Regions from separate parts of the Capra hircus genome. Here region 2 is linked to region 1. Evidence: chromatin contacts called from public Hi-C data. All regions are on one chromosome and are shown on one strand. Each heading gives the region's core, a stretch centred on a gene start, on an enhancer-like site or on the middle of the called end of the contact. The rest is flanking DNA. Distances are from core to core; before and after follow the strand shown.

Evidence for each region. A called contact is a pair of places that touch in the nucleus more often than the background predicts.
Region 2: a contact with region 1 is called in a Hi-C map of blood, with 8 times the contacts expected there. The contact joins the promoter of TSPAN1 here to the enhancer-like site in region 1. A contact is called at or near these places in 3 of 5 Hi-C or Micro-C datasets (blood and liver).

The regions. Positions count from the first base shown.
Region 1 is chr3:20,686,935-20,690,700 of ARS1.2, reverse strand. MAST2 (microtubule-associated serine/threonine-protein kinase 2) reads right to left here. Exons shown (of 29, transcript XM_018043683.1): 22 at 3,558-3,712; 23 at 3,076-3,356; 24 at 2,779-2,976; 25 at 1,928-2,154; 26 at 1,604-1,726; 27 at 1,048-1,184; 28 at 720-913; 29 at 1-418. Among named protein-coding and RNA genes, the nearest start is that of TRNAC-ACA, 75 kb to the left of the region's middle. Within about 2 kb of position 1,605, at least 1 of the 5 cell types and tissues checked has an H3K27ac peak or open chromatin away from gene starts, as enhancers often do.
Region 2 is chr3:20,854,941-20,858,706 of ARS1.2, reverse strand. It overlaps TSPAN1 (tetraspanin-1), which reads right to left and starts at 1,738. Exons shown (of 8, transcript XM_005678519.3): 1 at 1,614-1,738; 2 at 1,094-1,158. The coding sequence starts at 1,150.

The DNA of each region.
Region 1 (3,766 bases), core at 356-2,855:
AGGCTCTGTTTTCGAGAAGTGGCGAGCTTCTTCTCAGAAGCAGCCAGTGCAGCCGCCAGTTTTTCAGCCGACTGCACCCTCTTAAGTAGTGGTGAGCGGGGTGGCTCTGCGCTCTTGGGCCGTGAGAGTTGCCGGCCTAGGGGAGGCGACAAGTGGAGCTTGGCGGGGAAGGCCTGGGCCCCATGGCCAGAGAGAGGTGATGGGGAACGCTGAGGTGAAGCTGCTGGCGGTGGTGAAGGGGTGTGGGCCAGTGGTGACAGCGGGATGCTGCCTGCCGACTTGCGCCGTGGAGAGCGGTACTGGCGTTGGAGCTTGGGCGCCAGACCGTGGAGGGAGCTCGGCCGTGTGTGCCCAGAGCCAGCGGGAGAACTGGGCACGCTGGAGCTGGGGGAGCTGCTCTGTGATGAATTCCCCCCAACTTTGCACAGACAGACACACACACAGAGGTAGAGGAGTTAGCTCTTAGAAGTGACTGAGGGGAAAAACAGGGCTTAGCCCTGGAATGTCCCAGATCATCAAGGTGACCCCACCAGGGAACCAGAGCTCGGGCTACAGACATGAGGTCATCCCTCGCCTGTCACCTCCTCCCCAGGACTTTTGGATCTGCTGGGGGTGGGCTGAGCAAGAGCCTTGGAGAGGGATGGGTGAGATGCACAGAGGGCCCTGGACTCTGCCACCTCCAAGGGGCTGCTCTGCGACTTGCAGGGAACTCTCCATACCTGAGTGCACGGCTTCAGGGGTCACCCGGTAGCCCTGCGTGGGAGAGCGGGGAGAAAGGCTGTGGCTGTGTGTGGGCGAGCCTGGCCCACTCTCGCCAGATGACAGGGAGCGGTTAAGGGAAGAAAGGCTGCGGCTGGTGTGGAGCAGGGATGCCTGCTTGGTGATCTTCCGGAACAGGGAGCTCCTTTTTCTGCTGCAGAGATGAGGTCAGAGGTGGTCTGAGTTCTGACCGGGGCACAGCACACACTGGGCCCGGGGCTGGGGTGCCCGGCGCACACCGGCCCTGGCGTGGCTCAGAGTGGACCCCCGTGGCTGAGTCTGGCTCACCTTTCTTGTCCATCCTTGCCCCGGCTCCGCTTGCTCCTTCGGGCCATCTTGGCCTTGTAGCTGCCCTTCCGAGCAGGCCCCACCTTAATGGACGTGTTCTCCAGGGGAGTTGTTGAAATAGACACCTTGTTTCCACTCTGGGGAACAGAGCATGCGCCTAGACTAAGGCCGTGGCCATGTTCCTGCCCCGGTCCCTCGCACCTGGCACGGCTGTCCACAGCATGAGTTTCTGCCTCTGCAGCACCAGGTCTGAAACAGGGACCGCCTCCCCTCTTCACAGACCAGGAAACAGCTCCACTGGAGCCCGAGTGGCTCAGGGTTGGGAAGAGAGAGAAGAGGCTCACAGGCCTGTGTTCAATTCCACAGCTCGGCAGGATCCCCGCCTTGATCAAGGAGGGTGTCACCTTCCAGGGAAAACCCTCTGCTCCAGCCACACCCATGTGTATGGGCGCCTATCTTAAGTGCCAGCTGTGCGTGTGCCCCACTCCCCTACGGCCAGTCACAGACTCAAGGCTGGGGTCATGCAGGGGTTGCAGGTGGCACTCCCAGCACTGACCTTCAGGATCAGCTCCACCACCTCCGTGTGCACCAGCCCATGCACAGGCTCCCCGTTGACGTGCGTGATGAGGTCCCCCTGACGCAGCCCTGCCTCACTGGCTGGACCTCCATCCTCCACGTGCTGTGCCGGGGAGAGAACAGTCCTCAGTCTGGAGCCTGGGCATGAAGGGTGGGCCTACTTCTGCTCATCAAGCTGTGACCCCTCTCCGCCCCACCCTTTGACCCTGGAGGGTGGTGTGGGCAGGGACAGACAGGCCCTAGTAAGAGGAAGGAAGAGGAGTGATGAAGTTGGGGGACAACAGGTCTGGATGGCCCGACATACCCACACCATGTGGTGCACGGTGTAGACATCTGAGTCACCCATGTAGACACGGATGGCTCGTAGGGTGAAGCCATACTTCTTGCCGGCTCGGTGGATGACGATGGGGGGCCGTGAGCTGCTGAGGGCTGGCAGGAAGTCCCTGCTTGGAGAAGAGTCCCTGGATGATGGGTTGGATGACTGGGAATGTGGGGACATGGGGCTGGCCAGTGGAGAGCAGGAGTGGTGCTCTGGAGAAGGAGAAGCTGGGACTTAGCAGGTCCACGCTTGAGCCCAGCCCATCTGGGCTGTTGCCCCCACACAGCTCTAGTCACAGAGCCTGCCTCCAGGCCTGTTTTCCCCACAGCCTCCGAACAGCAAAGCCCCCTCATGTGCCCAGACCCTCACAGACCCAGGAGGTGATGGAAAATGGCAGCAAGCATTTACTAAGCGCTTACTTATATGTTCTAGGGACCATACAAGTACTTCATACTTGAATGTCACAATTATCCTATGAGCTACCATTATGGATATTCACATTTTTTGATGAGGAATTTGAAGCTCAAAGGGGTTAAGCAACTTCCTCAAGATCAAGGGCCCTTTAGAGATGGAGCCAGGATCTGAATGTAAGCTCTCTGGCTTGGAGCCTGCACTTGCCACAAAGTGCTATCTGCCTTCTGGTGCGCACACACACAACCCGAGACTGATCCTCAGTCCCTTAACAAACGGACAGCAGTGACACGCAGTCTTTCTGACACCTGCTCCTCAACACAACACACAGACACACCTGCTGGGGTCAGAGCCCTGGCCACAGGCCCATAGAGAGGCCAAGGCCCTTGCTATGAACCTTGGTCTTCACTCCCCGGGGGCCTCACCGGCAGGAATGAGAAGGGACAGGGCTGTGGCTGAGGCGGACTTGATCACTTTGTTGATGGGGCGAGCGGTGCGCTTTTCTATGGAGTCCCCAGAGAGCAGCCGCTGGCGGGCCCTGCGCACCGCCAGGTCGCTGATGGCCTTGGCTGTGGCTCCCTCCGCCAGCTGTGGGGTTCCGCGGCCTCCTCGGGTCTCCATGGCTGTGGACCAAGCGAGCAATGGGGTCCACTGTGCAGCTGAGCCTCCACTCCGGGCCCCCCGCAGCACCCCAGCCAGGCCCTCCACTCGCGGGGCCGCACCTGGGCTGGGGGCGCTGCTCTGGCCAGCAGGCTCCTCATCCAGCTTCAGCCGCCGCTCGGCCGGCCGTTCCACAGCAGGCCCAGACGCCCCCTCTCCAGACGGGGTCAGAAGCCATGCACCCTCCTGCTGCTGCCTCCTGGGGGCGCCAACAGCCTCCTCAGTGCCCTCCGGGAAGCGAGGCACGTCCAGGAGGCCCGAGCAGTGGCGCCGCACTGTGAGTGGAGGGCTGGAGTCGCTCTCGGTGTGGGACGACTCGGACACCGACAGCCGCTTCCGTAATCTGGGAGACACGAGGCCGAGGGTGGAGGGCCCAGCGGCCTCCCTCCTCCAGCCCAGGCCTCCTCGGGGGCTCGGCTCACAGAACCTCCCTCCGGGAGCCGCACGCGCAAAGGCCCCTCACGGCATCACGTCCTTCCCCGTCATCGGTGACCGCCCCACGGATGGCCGTGCCGCCCACCTTGGCCCAGCTCTGAGCACTCACATCTCAGGGGAGCCGATCACCCAGCTCCGCTCTCGGCCCCGCAGCCCCGCCAGGCCATCCGTGCGGTCCTCCTTCTCCTCACTCAGGCTGCGCTTGGTGGGGGGTGGCGTCCGGCGCTCCTCGAGCAGCGAGAGCCGCTCCATGCTGCTGTACACCTGCGGGCACAGGACACCTGCCGGGATGCCCAACCACCACACCACGGGCCACAA
Region 2 (3,766 bases), core at 489-2,988, 170 kb before region 1:
TGACTTTCTGACACCTTGCTTTCCTGCTTTGCTTCCTTATGCTCTTTCTCCATTTGCTTCCTGGTAGCCTTTTCTCTGTTTACCCCTTAGAAACTGAGTTTCCTGGAGTTCACTCACCCTGTGTGTGCGCACCCTGCCCATGGCTTCAGTGACCACCTATGGGCACACGACTTCCAAATATCCTGAGCTGCAAGTCCACTGGGTACATGGCTGCTGGTGAAGTACCCACCAGGTTTGCTCTCAACGGAGAGGAGATGCGGTCATTATCTCCAAGACCTCTGTCTCGCTTGCCCCTTCCTCCATCCTCAGCCACCATCCAAGGGCTTTGTCCTTTGTCCATGTTGTCCATTTCTCCCCAATTTTACCACCATCTCTAGATTCATGCCTCATTGCTCAGCTTCCTCAAACATGCCCTATACAGTCTGTCCCTGGTTTTCTGAACAATATCTGATTTCATTGCCTCTGGGCCTTTTTGCATGCTTTACCAACCCCCTCACTACGTGCAAATTCCTAGCCTCAGCTATTTCCTTCTAGAAGTCTTCTCTGACTAGGCAGGGTTCAAGCCCCTCCAATGCGCTCTGTGATCAGACCACACATATGGAAAACTGGCTGCCTATCTGGCCTGTTGGACCCAGGATCCCTGAGGGCACAGAGTTTTAGGCAGTGTTTGTTGAAAAAATACAACAAATTCCGCTTGCAGCTGAAACTCTACTCCCATATCTCTGGACCTTCTCGGCTTTTGGCTCCCCATCATACACAGGCCACTGAATTTCCTTCCATGCTAGGTGATCTTGGGCAAACCCCTGCCCCTCCCTGAGGCCCCAGCCTGTTAGCCTACTCTGCCCTGCTCTAAGCCTGAAACTTCCTGGAAGGAGAGGATGCCCCTAAACTTCTCCACCCCAGGTTGTGCGGCAGCTAGGCTGCTCCTGGAGCCAAGACTCAGCCTTCAGGGAGACTTCCACATCTCATCATCAGGAGAAACTTTCAGGAAGAGTGTGGACATAGCAATCTCTTATTCCCCAGTAGGGGCTCTACTCAGGCTAAGACCCACTCCTGTAGGGAACCCCAAAGAACCCATAAACCCCATACTTACAAAGATGAGCATGTTGAAGAGGATCATCATGACCTTAATGAAGCTGAAGCACCCCATGGTGGCTCCTGGGAGGCAGACATGTGGGAATTAGGATCTCGCTCCCTGCCCGCCTCCCCCAGCCTGGACTGACATACCAGACTCCAGCATCCTGGACTCACATATTTACCGAGCTTCTGCCTCTGGACTCTGATGTCTCTGGACTCTGACACCTCAGGATTTTCCCCAGTTCCCATCCTGATACCCCTAACTTTCTGTACTGCCCAGGACCTCTACTAACACCTGACACTTTGAAATTCTAACATCCCACATGTGTCCATCCCACACGCACCCCAAGCCTGATTCCCCCACTTCAGGGTCACTCCATGTCGTTACCTGGCTCCAGCTTACCCTGGACTTTCCACTCCCACCACCCCAGACCAATCCTAGACTCTTCCAGGACCCTCCCCATGGCCCTTCCAGCTCCCCAAACCTGTTTCCAGATTGCTCTCTCTTCGCAGGAGAGTCTATCCTATGCCATCACCTGGTCAGGGGTCCTGGTAGTAAGTTCTGTAAGAGGGATCCGCTGAGGCTCCAGAGAGGACCACAGCTCCAGGGGAACTGCCACTGAGTGGGCAGGCGGGAGACGGCGCTGGCTCTCCCGGCACTGTTCACCTGTGGGCGGGGCAGGAGCTTTAAAGGCTCCTTCTGCCCGCCCCCCGCCCCCGGCTGGCCTGCCCCTGCTGCCCCCTGCTGCTTGCCGCTTCCTCCCCGCAGCCCCGGCAGCCTCTGGCCTCCGCCTGGCAACGCCAAGCACAACAACGCCCCTCCTGATCTGAGTAAGACAGCTGTCTGGGGCTGAGGCGAGCAGCCCCCTAGAACCGTGTACCTTCCACAGCAAGGCACAGCTGCTTCCTAACCTGCACCTGCCGAGTCGGCCGGACACATCCTACATGCTCGCAGGTACACACGCCTGCCCAAGCTGTATACTCACACCCACACACGCAATGCACACTTGCATAGGCACACACACCTGTGAACTCCGTGTGGGCTGGCTCCTAGCGACAGTCCGCAGAGCAACATCTGAGATACATCCTGAAACTCTCTCTCTCTCTCTCACACACACACACACACACACACACACACACACCCCACACACTCAGGCAGGCATGCCCACACATGCTTTCAAGGAAGTGACCAGGCTTGGCATTTTCTTCCCCTCCTCTGAGTGGCAAACAAACGACTCTTCCTCTTTCTCCCTCCACGAAACTTCAACCCATCTTTTCTCTCTCTGCGTCTTTCCTCCCTCCCCACACTTTTTCTCTCCTCTGTCCTCTCAGCATTCTGTATACACCCCTTCCATTCCTACCAGCAGAGGGCACCATGGTCCCACAAAAGCGCTGCCCTCCCCTGAAAGCTCTGCAGCTCTGTTATCCCCATCTTCACGAGTCCTTTCCCGGCTGCTGATGTTGAGCTGCTGGGAAAGCTTTGGCTTTTAAGTCACTCAAGCCAAGTGCTCCAATCCTGGTTCTGTTGCTTATTAGCTGTGTGACCCTGGGGGCATTTCTTAGACTTGGGTTTGAGCCTCTATTTCCTGGTCTGTATAACAGGATAGTTACAGGGTTTTAAGATGAGATTAAAAATGAGATTTTTCTTCCCATTCTGGGACATAAGCGAATGACCACAGAGTGAAAAGTTCAGAACAAAGAGAGTCACAGCCAGAGGGGGTGTGGGGTGGAAGATTTTTAATTTGTTTTTATAATGGGAGGAGGCAGCTGAAGAGACAGGAAAGAGAGGAAGGCTGTTAACGTGAATATTTGTACAGATCATGTTTTCAATGTGTAACTTATATCGTAGGTTTTTTTTTCACCTTTCACAATAATCCTATAAGAGTCTGTTTTCATCTGCTTTTTCAGTAGGGGGAAAGAGAGATACAGAAAGTTAAGTGCACATTTCTGAATGAATGAATGAATGAATGAATGAATCCAGAATGTGCTGTGTGCTCAGTTGCTCAGTCGTGTCCAATTGTGACCCCACGGGTTGTAGCCCACCGGGCTCCTCTGTCCTTGGGATTCTCCAGGCAAGAATACTGGAGTGGGTTACCATTTCCTCCTCCAGGGGATCTTCCCAACCCAGGGATTGAACCCAGTGTCTCCTGCAATGACAGATGGATTCTTTACCGCTGAGCCACTTGGGAAGCCTTGACTGCAGAATAGCAGGAGTTAAATGTCTGGGCTTTGGACCTTGGCCATTCCAGATCTGAATCCTTGCCTGCCTCTAGTTGTGTGACTTCACTCAACTAAGCCTCGGTTTCCTTGTACAGTCGATTTTCATCATTCATGGATTTCACATCTGTGAATTTACCTGCTCGCAAAATGATCTGTAAGTCCAGAGCACACTCATGGCACTTTAGTGGTCATCCATGTCTGTATGTAGAGCAGCAAAAAAATTCAAGTTGTGTAACATGCTTGTTCTCTGATGAGGTTGAACAAGGGGATGCTCTGCTTTCTTGTTTCGGCTCTCATAATATAAACAAGTGTTCTTTTTGTGGCCTACTTATTGTCTGTCACTTTTTTGCACTTCTGTGCTTTTCGTTGGTGATTTTGCTATTAAATACCCTGCTCCAGCATAATACTGAAGTGCTCTCTAGTGTTCCTAAGTACAAGAAGACTGTCATGTGCCTTGTGAAGAAAATAC